Regions from separate parts of the Danio rerio genome. Here region 2 is linked to region 1. The links are chromatin contacts, called in public Hi-C maps. All regions are on one chromosome and are shown on one strand. Each heading gives the region's core, a stretch centred on a gene start, on an enhancer-like site or on the middle of the called end of the contact. The rest is flanking DNA. Distances are from core to core; before and after follow the strand shown. Region 1 holds the start of mapre1a (microtubule-associated protein, RP/EB family, member 1a). Region 2 holds the start of tbc1d25 (TBC1 domain family, member 25).

The links. A called contact is a pair of places that touch in the nucleus more often than the background predicts.
Region 2: a Hi-C map of hematopoietic stem cells shows a contact between it and region 1, with 2.1 times the contacts expected there. The contact joins the promoter of tbc1d25 here to the promoter of mapre1a in region 1. A contact is called at or near these places in 2 of 18 Hi-C or Micro-C datasets (caudal fin and hematopoietic stem cells) and 1 of 4 datasets of contacts at active chromatin or transcription factors (gastrula embryo).

The regions. Positions count from the first base shown.
Region 1 is chr8:25,274,168-25,279,176 of GRCz12tu, reverse strand. It overlaps mapre1a (microtubule-associated protein, RP/EB family, member 1a), which reads right to left and starts at 3,008. Exons shown (of 8, transcript NM_199864.2): 1 at 2,876-3,008; 2 at 2,269-2,437; 3 at 1,620-1,765; 4 at 887-1,085; 5 at 565-606. The coding sequence starts at 2,389. dnmt3ba (DNA (cytosine-5-)-methyltransferase 3 beta, duplicate a) reads right to left here. Exons shown (of 25, transcript NM_001020476.2): 25 at 3,764-5,009.
Region 2 is chr8:25,550,779-25,555,787 of GRCz12tu, reverse strand. It overlaps tbc1d25 (TBC1 domain family, member 25), which reads right to left and starts at 2,514. Exons shown (of 7, transcript NM_001128236.1): 1 at 2,188-2,514. The coding sequence starts at 2,232. trnah-gug (transfer RNA histidin (anticodon GUG)) reads right to left here and starts at 2,989; the gene lies at 2,918-2,989. nt5dc2 (5'-nucleotidase domain containing 2) reads right to left here. Exons shown (of 14, transcript NM_001077143.2): 14 at 4,412-5,009.

The sequences.
Region 1 (5,009 bases), core at 1,759-4,258:
TAAATAAGATAAGCAAATTTCAAACCGTTTTTATTTTGTATTTTTTTTTTTAAAATGTATTGTTAATATTTGACTTGCGGATCACAAGGGTACTAGGCTACTCTTTTCTCTTTGTGGATAACCATGCTGATCAGCCACCACCAATGACCAATTCTGAGCCAGGAAAAACCATGTAGTGGCTAGTATGATGGCTGAGATGTATACGTAAACTCACCAGCATCTGTCATCTTAACTTTTAAGATGACTTATCGTGAGATAATTGAGAGATGTATAACAGTGATCATTAGAAATGTTTGTCAATTTGCATCAGCTTTTCATTAACATTTAAAAAAAAAAATTCACATTTGTAATGGAAATGGTACTAATCTCAAAATGATCAACGACAATATGTATGCCAGGGCAATAGGTCGCGATGCAACTTTTTACAGAAATGCTGATGTTGAGCACGTCCATATGCCTACAGATCGAAATCGTAAAGCCATTTGTGTTTTCAGACACTCAGAACGTGGTGTTCTGTTTTTAGTTAAAACCATGTCATGTAAACCACTAGAACTTATATCTCACCAACAGGGGCCATTGGCTTGACTGCAGGTGTGATGCCTGTATCTGAAGTAAACAGAAAAATCCATGCACAGGCAATGTGAGGCTCCAGCTATTCTCACACATGTAAAAGCAGCTAAAGCATGTAGAACTAGCCCACGGGTGCGTGACTGGGTCACACCCACATATTTTAGCCTTAAATCCATAGCAGCTGCAGCTGCCATGCACCTGTTAGCATTAGAACAGCTAGCTTTCCACAATGACAAATCCAACATACTTTTAAAAAGGTTATTTGAATCTATAAAGACTGATTTGTTAATCTGCAGTTATATTGAGACCTCCTTACCCGAGCTAGGTTTCCTTGCCTTGTTAGCCGTGGCTGCTGCTGCTGGACTCTGATTGGTTGGAATATCTTGTCCCTGTCGAGCGGCCACCGGATCATATTCCTTCCCATCATAGTTTGCATCGAAGAACTTTTTAAACCACTGCACAAACTCAAAGTTGTCCTGAAACTTGCCCTTCACAAGCTTATCAACAGGAATAATCTGCAAAGAGACAGATGATAGTTCAAAATAACAAGCCAAAATCAAGACACGCAGTACATGAATCAATGCCAAGAAATCCTATTTTGCTGTTCATGTCGAATTTTACACATAGAATAGTTAAATACAAGTGTCTAAATGTAAATGCTTATACTTTTTGCCTATAAATGTGTAAAACCTAGTGTTTTGAAGATTGAAAAGGACAAATAATAAATATTTTTATTGCCACTGTGATCCTTAAATGGAGCCTTTTAATATGTTAAACTAGAGTATTTAAATAGAGTAATTTAATATGTTAGAGTATTTAAATAGAGTCTTTTAATGCGTTATAAAATATTCATTGGGTTTAATATGCATGACAAGATTTTCTGCTATATAATCTACTTGTTACACTGATTTTTTTCTGATTTCATTAATTTATCTGTAAATCATGGTAAAAGTGTATGATATACATTTTTTAAGTGAAGAAAAACTTTTTAATGCAAAATTTCAAAAACAAAAACTGTGTGCGTTAATAAATGTAACTGGTTAACATACTTTACTAACACCCATCTTTTTAAAACTGGCTTGAAGGAGTTTGAAGTTATGGATGTATTCGTGCTCGAGTTTGGCCTGGAACTTGACTTTCTTCAGTGGAAGACACGATGGGAACAGCATGTCCATAAAGTGACAGTAAGCAGCACCTTAAAAGACATGAACAAAACAGAATCAGCGAATAAAACAAACAATAAATAAATAACTACACATTTAACATCCAACAAAAACAAAAATAACCTCTCTCATTCTTACAATCATTGTCCATCCCTTCACTAAGACTGAAAATAATTAAAAAATTGTTGAAAGCCTGTAACCTTTAACTTCCATGGCATTTGCATTACCTATTATAGAATTTGATGGTTACAGATTTTCAGCTTTCTTTAAAGTGTCTGCATTTGTGTTCAACAACAACAACAAAAAACTCAAAGGTTTGGAATCACTTGAGGGGCAGTAAATATGTGAGATTATTTTTTGGTGAACTATCTCTTTAATATACTAACAACCCATATGACAAACTCATGTCATCCCACTATTATAACATGAAAGATAGACTTTGTGATTACCTCTGAACTGATGCTCGTGTGTGTAATGTATTGATGCTCAAGCTGAAAGTGTGTGAAGGGAAGAGGCCAAACAGCTGCTCACTGACCTGTGCACAGCTGCTCGATCTTGGCATGGTTCATCTGTAAAGACTCGTTTATCCATGTGAGCATGTCATGGCGGCTGAGGTTTTCACTTGTCACCGATGTCGAGAACACGTTCACAGCCATGACTGAGGCAAAACCGAGGATTTAAAGCTGATAGAGATATTCTTTCCGCTGATGTTGCAGAAGAGAACGAGAAGAGAGATTGCGTTAAGCCTCATTTCCTTAAACATACATTCACACCCTTTAACCCTCAACCTACACCACCATAATTTTTACTTCCGAATGTTACTTGATGTCAATTAAAATGTTTGGTTTTATATTTGTATCCACAAAATCAAGTTACTTTTTTGTGAACTTTGTTAACGTTAGATGCCGAATGACCCCTGGTTTGAGCGTCAAACTAGTCTGTTAGTGTTGTTTAACTTCATATAAACAGTTAACGCGTCACGGAAAACCGTTGCTTTTTAATCCGCTGAAGTTTTGAACGATAACGTTTACGCTACCAATAAAACAAACAACGCGTCGTTTAAATTAACAAAACTACTATTAAAAGGCGTGTGAAAACAAAAAAAAGTGTGTAAAGCCTATTAAATCAATGTTTCTTCTTACATTTAATTATGAAAGTCCGCGCTCTGCCGGGATCTTCCGTTTCACCGGCGTGTCGTTCGTAAAGCGCCGCTTCAGCAGCAGCAGCAAGCCTGAAACCACAGCAAACGCTCGATAACTAGCCCCAGATGTCAAAATAAAAGTCATCAACCTACTATATCAAACCGCTTTCTAACAAAATAAAAGTAGTCACGTCAAAATAAAAGTCACTAAATTTAACCACTTATGTATTTTAGAGAACAGTCGATGTAAAGATTTGTCTATTATTCATATTTTTGAGAACTTCGACTCCCCTGCTACGTATTTTTCTTTATTATTTATTTTATTTGTTAATTTTTGTTATTTAAATGTTTTGTATATTTCTAATGAATTTTGTGGCGGTTCATTCCGCTGTCCCAACCCCAGATTAATAAAGGGACTAAGCCAAAAAAAAAATGAATGAATAAATATACTTTGTATTGTTATTAATAAGGATGGAAAGATTGTGAATGTAAATTGATTGTTATCTCAGTCTTTTGTTCCTTCCTGTTATTGTTCAAGCATTGTAAATAAAATAAATAAACAAAAATATCAGTCTATTAAAGTCCTTGTGAACCATAAGTTTTATTTCAGACTTTTATTTCAGTATGTCTAAAAAAATGCATTACAATAAATTTAGCTTAGTGATCATAATAAAATGTATATTTTACATGATTAAAAGCATGACTAAAATCCTATGAAGATAATATAAAGTATAAAGAAAGTTTCAAACGTTATATATGTAATAATCTTTTTTTTTTAAGCATTTGATTTCTTGCTTCTAAGCACAATATTATAGATCAATCTAATAACAAGCAAAAATCTGACAGTTATTTGCTAATACAATGGACATTTCAATAAAAAGACAGTCAATAAAAGAGTTTGGTGCAATTTATTTTTCATCAGTGATGTTAGTACAAGCACGGAATATTAAAGCTAGGGATAAAGATTATTTCAGATATCAAAATCTATGTCTTGTAACTCATCAGTTAAAAACCATCCTATACCTACAGAAATATTAAGCATTCATTTAGCACCAAAATACAGGGTTTTAAAGACCCCTTCAGAAAGAAAACAGAACAGAAAAAAGATATTAAGGCCAATTTAAAGGGTAAAAAATATATAGTATATTCTGTTCACAAAGTATTGAATAAAAAAAATCAAGTGTAACATTAGATGCCAGTCCAATGAGGCCTGCTGGTGTTGAGACCTGAGGGAGTTTTTCCGAAAGAGACAATACTGCACCTCAAAATTACAAACAGACCATCATTTCACATTAATAACATTTAACATTGATAAAAGATGATTCTGGGACTTTCTAAAGCTTTGCTACAACACATAAACATCTCAATGGGACACAGAATCCAGTTACTGATGTTTCACGAAAGCTCACATTCATCTCAAGCTGGCCCGTGTCTCACTAAAATTGGAAGTTTTTTATCCTTGAACACAATCACCATCTGCATAAGGCTTAAAAACACACATGCTAAACACACAACTACAGAACACAAACAGTATTACCACACACATTCTGAAGCTCCAAACTGACATCTTCCACCACACGGGTTGACAAAATGCTCATATACTTGCACTAGACAAATGCGAAGTAGCTCAAATGATTCCTTTTAATTCATTCTCAAGTCATGCCAGTTAAAATCAACGCGTTTATCACAAAAATAGAGCCTGCTCGCTTGTAGGCACTTGTTTCACGTTAAGCTCTTGATCAGTGTGCATAATGTTGTACAAAAAACCTTAAAATTTAGCACCGGGGCTTACTCTTAAATATATATCATGACAAATTCTAAAATAAACAAATTAAAAGCGTCCTGCAGTGACCACAGTTTTAGACCAATAGCCAAAAGTTGCAAATTGGAAGTGCGCACAGGTAACAAATGGGGTAAACAAAAAAAATGCTGCAGTCTTAAAGGAACAGTTCACCCAAAAATGAAAACACTCCAACTGTTTTCTTACTTTCGGGAGGTTCCAAACCTAGTTTTTTCTCTCTAATGAGCACAAAATTAATTATTTGAAAAAATGTTGGGCACCATTCGCCACTGACATCCAACATCTGAAAAAATGGCTGTCAGTTTACAACATTCTTCAAAATATCTTTGTGTTC
Region 2 (5,009 bases), core at 1,265-3,764, 280 kb before region 1:
GTAAAAACAAAATCTTTTTTATTACAAAATGCCAAATACACAAGTTGAGCTTTTTCTCCCCAAAGGTCCCATTCATTCTCCTTCTCATATCAGTTGGAATGGTGGGCCAAATCAAAGGTTACCATGGGCCAACTTTGGCCCGCAAGGCCCAGTTTGGACATCTCTGTACTAAACAGACTAGCATTTTAGGCCAAAATAAAGAATTTAAATGAGTATTTATTTACAGAATGTAAACAAAATATTACAGATGTAATTTTTGAAAACTTGTTTTAAAATAATGGTCATCTCTAGACTTTAAAATTAAAGACAATTAAGCTTTTGTTCTACCTCTCAAAAACAGTGACTCAAGAAAAGGTGTCGTACAGGAGCTCTTTAATTAATCAAAATTTCACTGTGATTAAACTGAAAATTCACTGACCTAAATTCTGCACGTGAAAGAGCCATCTTAAAGAAACAGATGGATCACCATCAGTGAAATAGAAGGGGATTATATACTCAATTTTGTACACAGTTCTTCTATATGTGCCCGACACAGTTTAATGCAATGCAAGAATTTTTACAGAGCACACCACACTAATGCCAGATTAGCCAAAATACACCAAATAGAATTAATACTTGTAATAAGGGTCAACAATCTACAGCAAATCACACACACATGTTTTGATCATGTCCAAGATTAACAATGTTTTGGTCTAAAATATTTGACACTTTTGAAAAAAAACTTTAACATATCAGTCACTCCAAACCCTCTAACAGCAGTATTCGGAACTCCTTTTTTGGGACAAATTTGTCTTTAACAACACAGAACGTTGTTGCTTTCTCCTCATTATTGGCTAGGAGGCCTATTCTCCTGAAGTGGAAACAAACATCTCCACCTTTATATGACAGATGGATAAAAGACAGTTTTTAGTGTTTAAAGTTGGGAAAAAAATGGTTTTCATTAAAAGGGTCTTTAAAATCTTTTTACAAAACATAGAAACCTTTGTTGAATTATATTGACACTACTGATCTTGAAGCAGAAGAGGAATAAAGCTTTTTTTTATAAAGTGGCTCTGTATTTTATTTTAGTGGTTCTCAAAGCCCTGCATCTGAAACAACAGCCATACAGCTTTCAAAAGCATAAACAACACTTTTTGTATACGTTAAATCTGACTGAACACCCGAGAAATGACTGAAATACTGAAGCAAGAGGATTCAGGTTGATCATGTGACACTCCAGAGCAAATATGACTCACGGTCAAGCAAGTCAGCGGTATATACAGTGCTCAGCATAATTGAGTTCTCCCCATTTTGAAAATTAATATTATCATTTCTCAGTGAAATTAGGCAATGTATTTTGGTGCATTAAAAAAAAACAGATTTAAAGAACATATATATTTATTAAAATACTATTTAGACACTAAACATGAAAGATAATACAATTAAATTCATGCAAAATATTGACAAAATGTCAACTCAATTTTTCAAATATTTGTTTCTCTTGATTTTTCTTCTTTTACAAAATTGTATTTAATATTTTTCTATACCATTTAAATTTCAGTGTACTAGTTTTTGGACAGTCATCGTAAATTATTTTGTTAGATAAGCTCCTGATTGGCTTCAGCACTGACTAATGTAATGTACAAGCACAAATACTGTATAGCTTCCTATTAAAAATATAATTTTAAAAGATATGTCAGAGGTGTACTTATACATGCTGACCACTGTATTTGTGCGACAAGTTTTTTTACGCAAATAAGCATCTAATTATAGACCGTTTATAAACGGTTACATTTGGACACAAAAACAACAACGATGAAAAAACTGAACCGTTACTTCGAAATGAAAATATATTTCACGAAAATATCGCATGATAATTCAAATAATATAGTAATTATAATTGTTCTGATCGTACTGTACTGTAAAACATATTTTTATGATGCGGTCACGATTCGTAAACAACAAAGATGCCAACGAAGAAAAAGCGACGGACGTGAAGACTAGGGCTGATGAACAAACAACAATTCCCCACGACAGACGAACGATAACGTTAGACGTGAAACCAGACACTCGTGGCCTGACAGGACCGCTGTGTGTTACTGTGTTTTCATCCTGCCCGCCGTGTTGATGTGTGTGTGTGTGTGTGTGTGTGTGTGTGTGTGTGTGGTTGGGGTTTCTACCTGCCGCTCGCTCCCCAAAATTCCTCACCTTGACTTTGACACGAACTACCCCCCTCTCCTCCTCAACAGACATGGTGGGTAGTCCGCTCTAATGGTCTCGTTCAAAGATGGGATGTTGTCATCCAGAAGAAAAAAATGAAAGTAAAATAACAATGGATGCGGGTACCCGTTCTCCCCTCTCTTACTGCTTTGGCAGGTTCAATGAAAACTCCTCTAACAAGACACTCAAAAACAACCGACATCCTGCTGACACGTTTCAAAATAAAAGCCTCGCTGCAAGCAAAGCTAGAGGTGTTTCTTGTATAATACATATCTATTTTAATGATAATTCAGGTATCTGATAATCAGTGTTTCGTCTATGTAGATCCATAAATACAGACACTAACGACTATATCCATACCGAAGGCTTTCACGTTTTGAAACAACAGGATATGACGACACATTTGCATTACATCATTGGATTCATGAAGGAATGAACGATCTATGTGAGGAAAAAAACAAAAATCTTATGAAAATTAGAATTAACGACTGAACAAATGTCTGTTGGTGATTTAAAGCGATTTCATTCCAAATAATGCGTTATTTAAATTATGATGAATGTATTTGGGCAAATTAATATAACGTTAATAAGTCTAAGACTAAGTTATTACATTTGTATATATTAAAATGAATACGTTTAATGTATAGTATACGTTATATTGTATTGTAAAATGTATCAGCCACAGCAATATGAAAACGAATGCTTTGCTCTGTATATTTGCCGTGACCCGGATTCGAACCGGGGTTGCTGCGGCCACAACGCAGAGTACTAACCACTATACGATCACGGCGCGCTACTGAGCAGCTGCGCGTCTCAGGCAGATTCAGACCTTATAATTGTACAAAAAGGAGACGTGCGCGTATTTTCAAACATTTCTGGCTCATTTTTTTTCTTCAAATGTTTCTTACGCTCTCGGGCTGCCTTTGTTTGGCCCAAAAGTATAGTAAACACTTTTAATATCGTGAAGCATTATGTCCATATATATTTTTAGTAAACACTTTTAATATCGTGAAGCACTATGTCCATATATATATTTTTCTAAAGTTTTGATGAAAATGTTGGCAATTTGAAAAAATAACAACTTATTTTAAACGAAAGATATTTCATACCACCACAAACTTCTTTCCCGCACTTTAGATACATTTTTGATTTCGATATTTCTGTGAGGATATATGTCCCTCAAATTTATATTCTCTGTTATTTAAACATACTGTATTTAAAACTTCCACCATATTTAATTAACCTTTGATTTTAAAGCTTTTTTAATTTTGTGAAGTCTTTTTCTATTGAGACCTAAGAATAAAAACTGACTCATAATCTTACTTTTCATTCATTCATTCATTTTCTTGTCGGCTTAGTCCCTTTATTAATCCGGGGTCGGCACAGCGGAATGGACCACCAACTTATCCAGCAAGTTTTTACAGAGCGGATGCCCTTCCAGCCGCAACCCACCTCTGGGAAAAAATCTTACTTTTTACCAAACCATTAGTTTATTTATCTTTTTAAAACAAAAAACGATGCTTTGAAAAATGTTGGAAACTTGTAGCCATTGACAGCCATCGAAAAAAACATGATAAACATTGAAAGTCAGAGACTAGTAATTTTCAAGATTGATCAATGTATGTTTTATTAAAGAGCAAAAATCAGTACAAGGCCCTCGAAAAATGTGAAAAAAAAATATTAAAAAGCTTTTATTCACATGGCTAATCCTTGAAAAAACCTATGTGTGAAATTCAAAGTTTGGAACAAGTGGAGGATGCGTAAATAATGCCAGATTTTTTATTTGTGGGTGAACTATCCCTTTAAGCATAAAAAACACTGATAGTAATAAATGTTTCTTGAGCACCAATTCATATTAGGTTCAGTTTTTTCAAGATTGCAGTGCTGTATTTTACTCTACAGATCACATCAGATTTACCAGTAGATAGATATTAATATGGTTGCCTCTAGGATCTTTCCTTAGCCCTATAATATTTCCATCTATGCCCTTTGTCATTATATTAGTTTTAGTTTTCATTATGCCAATAATTAGCTGTACATTTAATTGAGACCAGAGGAAATTCTTAAAATATAATAAAAATAAATCAAGAATGCAGCATATAATGTTTCTAGCAATTAAAATTGTATTAAATTGGGATATAAGAGACCAAAAACTGTACACAGAAGCCATGGCAATAAATCTGGCATGTTTAGTGAAGGAGAATCAACACTATTAATACAAAGCCTTTTATTTGATTTTATAAATTGTAGAGCACGTACATACAAAAAGATGACATCTTTCTTGTTCCTGGAAAACCGAATTTAGCAGCATAGCTATTCACAGACTTAAATGTAAGCAAACAATGCTCTGATTGTACAGAAGCTTAGTCTAAAGCCACAAACAGTGAGGCCCGGCAAGGTCAAAAACAACAACAGCATTTGGTTTCGCCCACCAGGAGCTTCCATGTATGTAAAAACAGCTGTGATTTATAAACAAAAATCATAAAAAGCTGCGGCAACTGGCATTATGAGTTCATGTTTAAAAAACAATCGAGTCTAGGCTACATTATTCCTGTAGTGTAAAGATTAAGTAACATGACGACACCAAATCTAAGAAGCTATTTGACCTAATCATACATGGAATCAGACCTACTGTATTTGTAACTCTTATTGTGCATTTTTGGCCAGCGGCGCAATACTTTGGCCTAACCAGAGTTGAAAAACATCTGGGTACCCCAAGTATAGTCTATTTGTATCCATTCTGTTATCATGACTCATGTTAATACAAACATCACTCTGATGCGACTACAGCACTCATGACGACAGGGTTA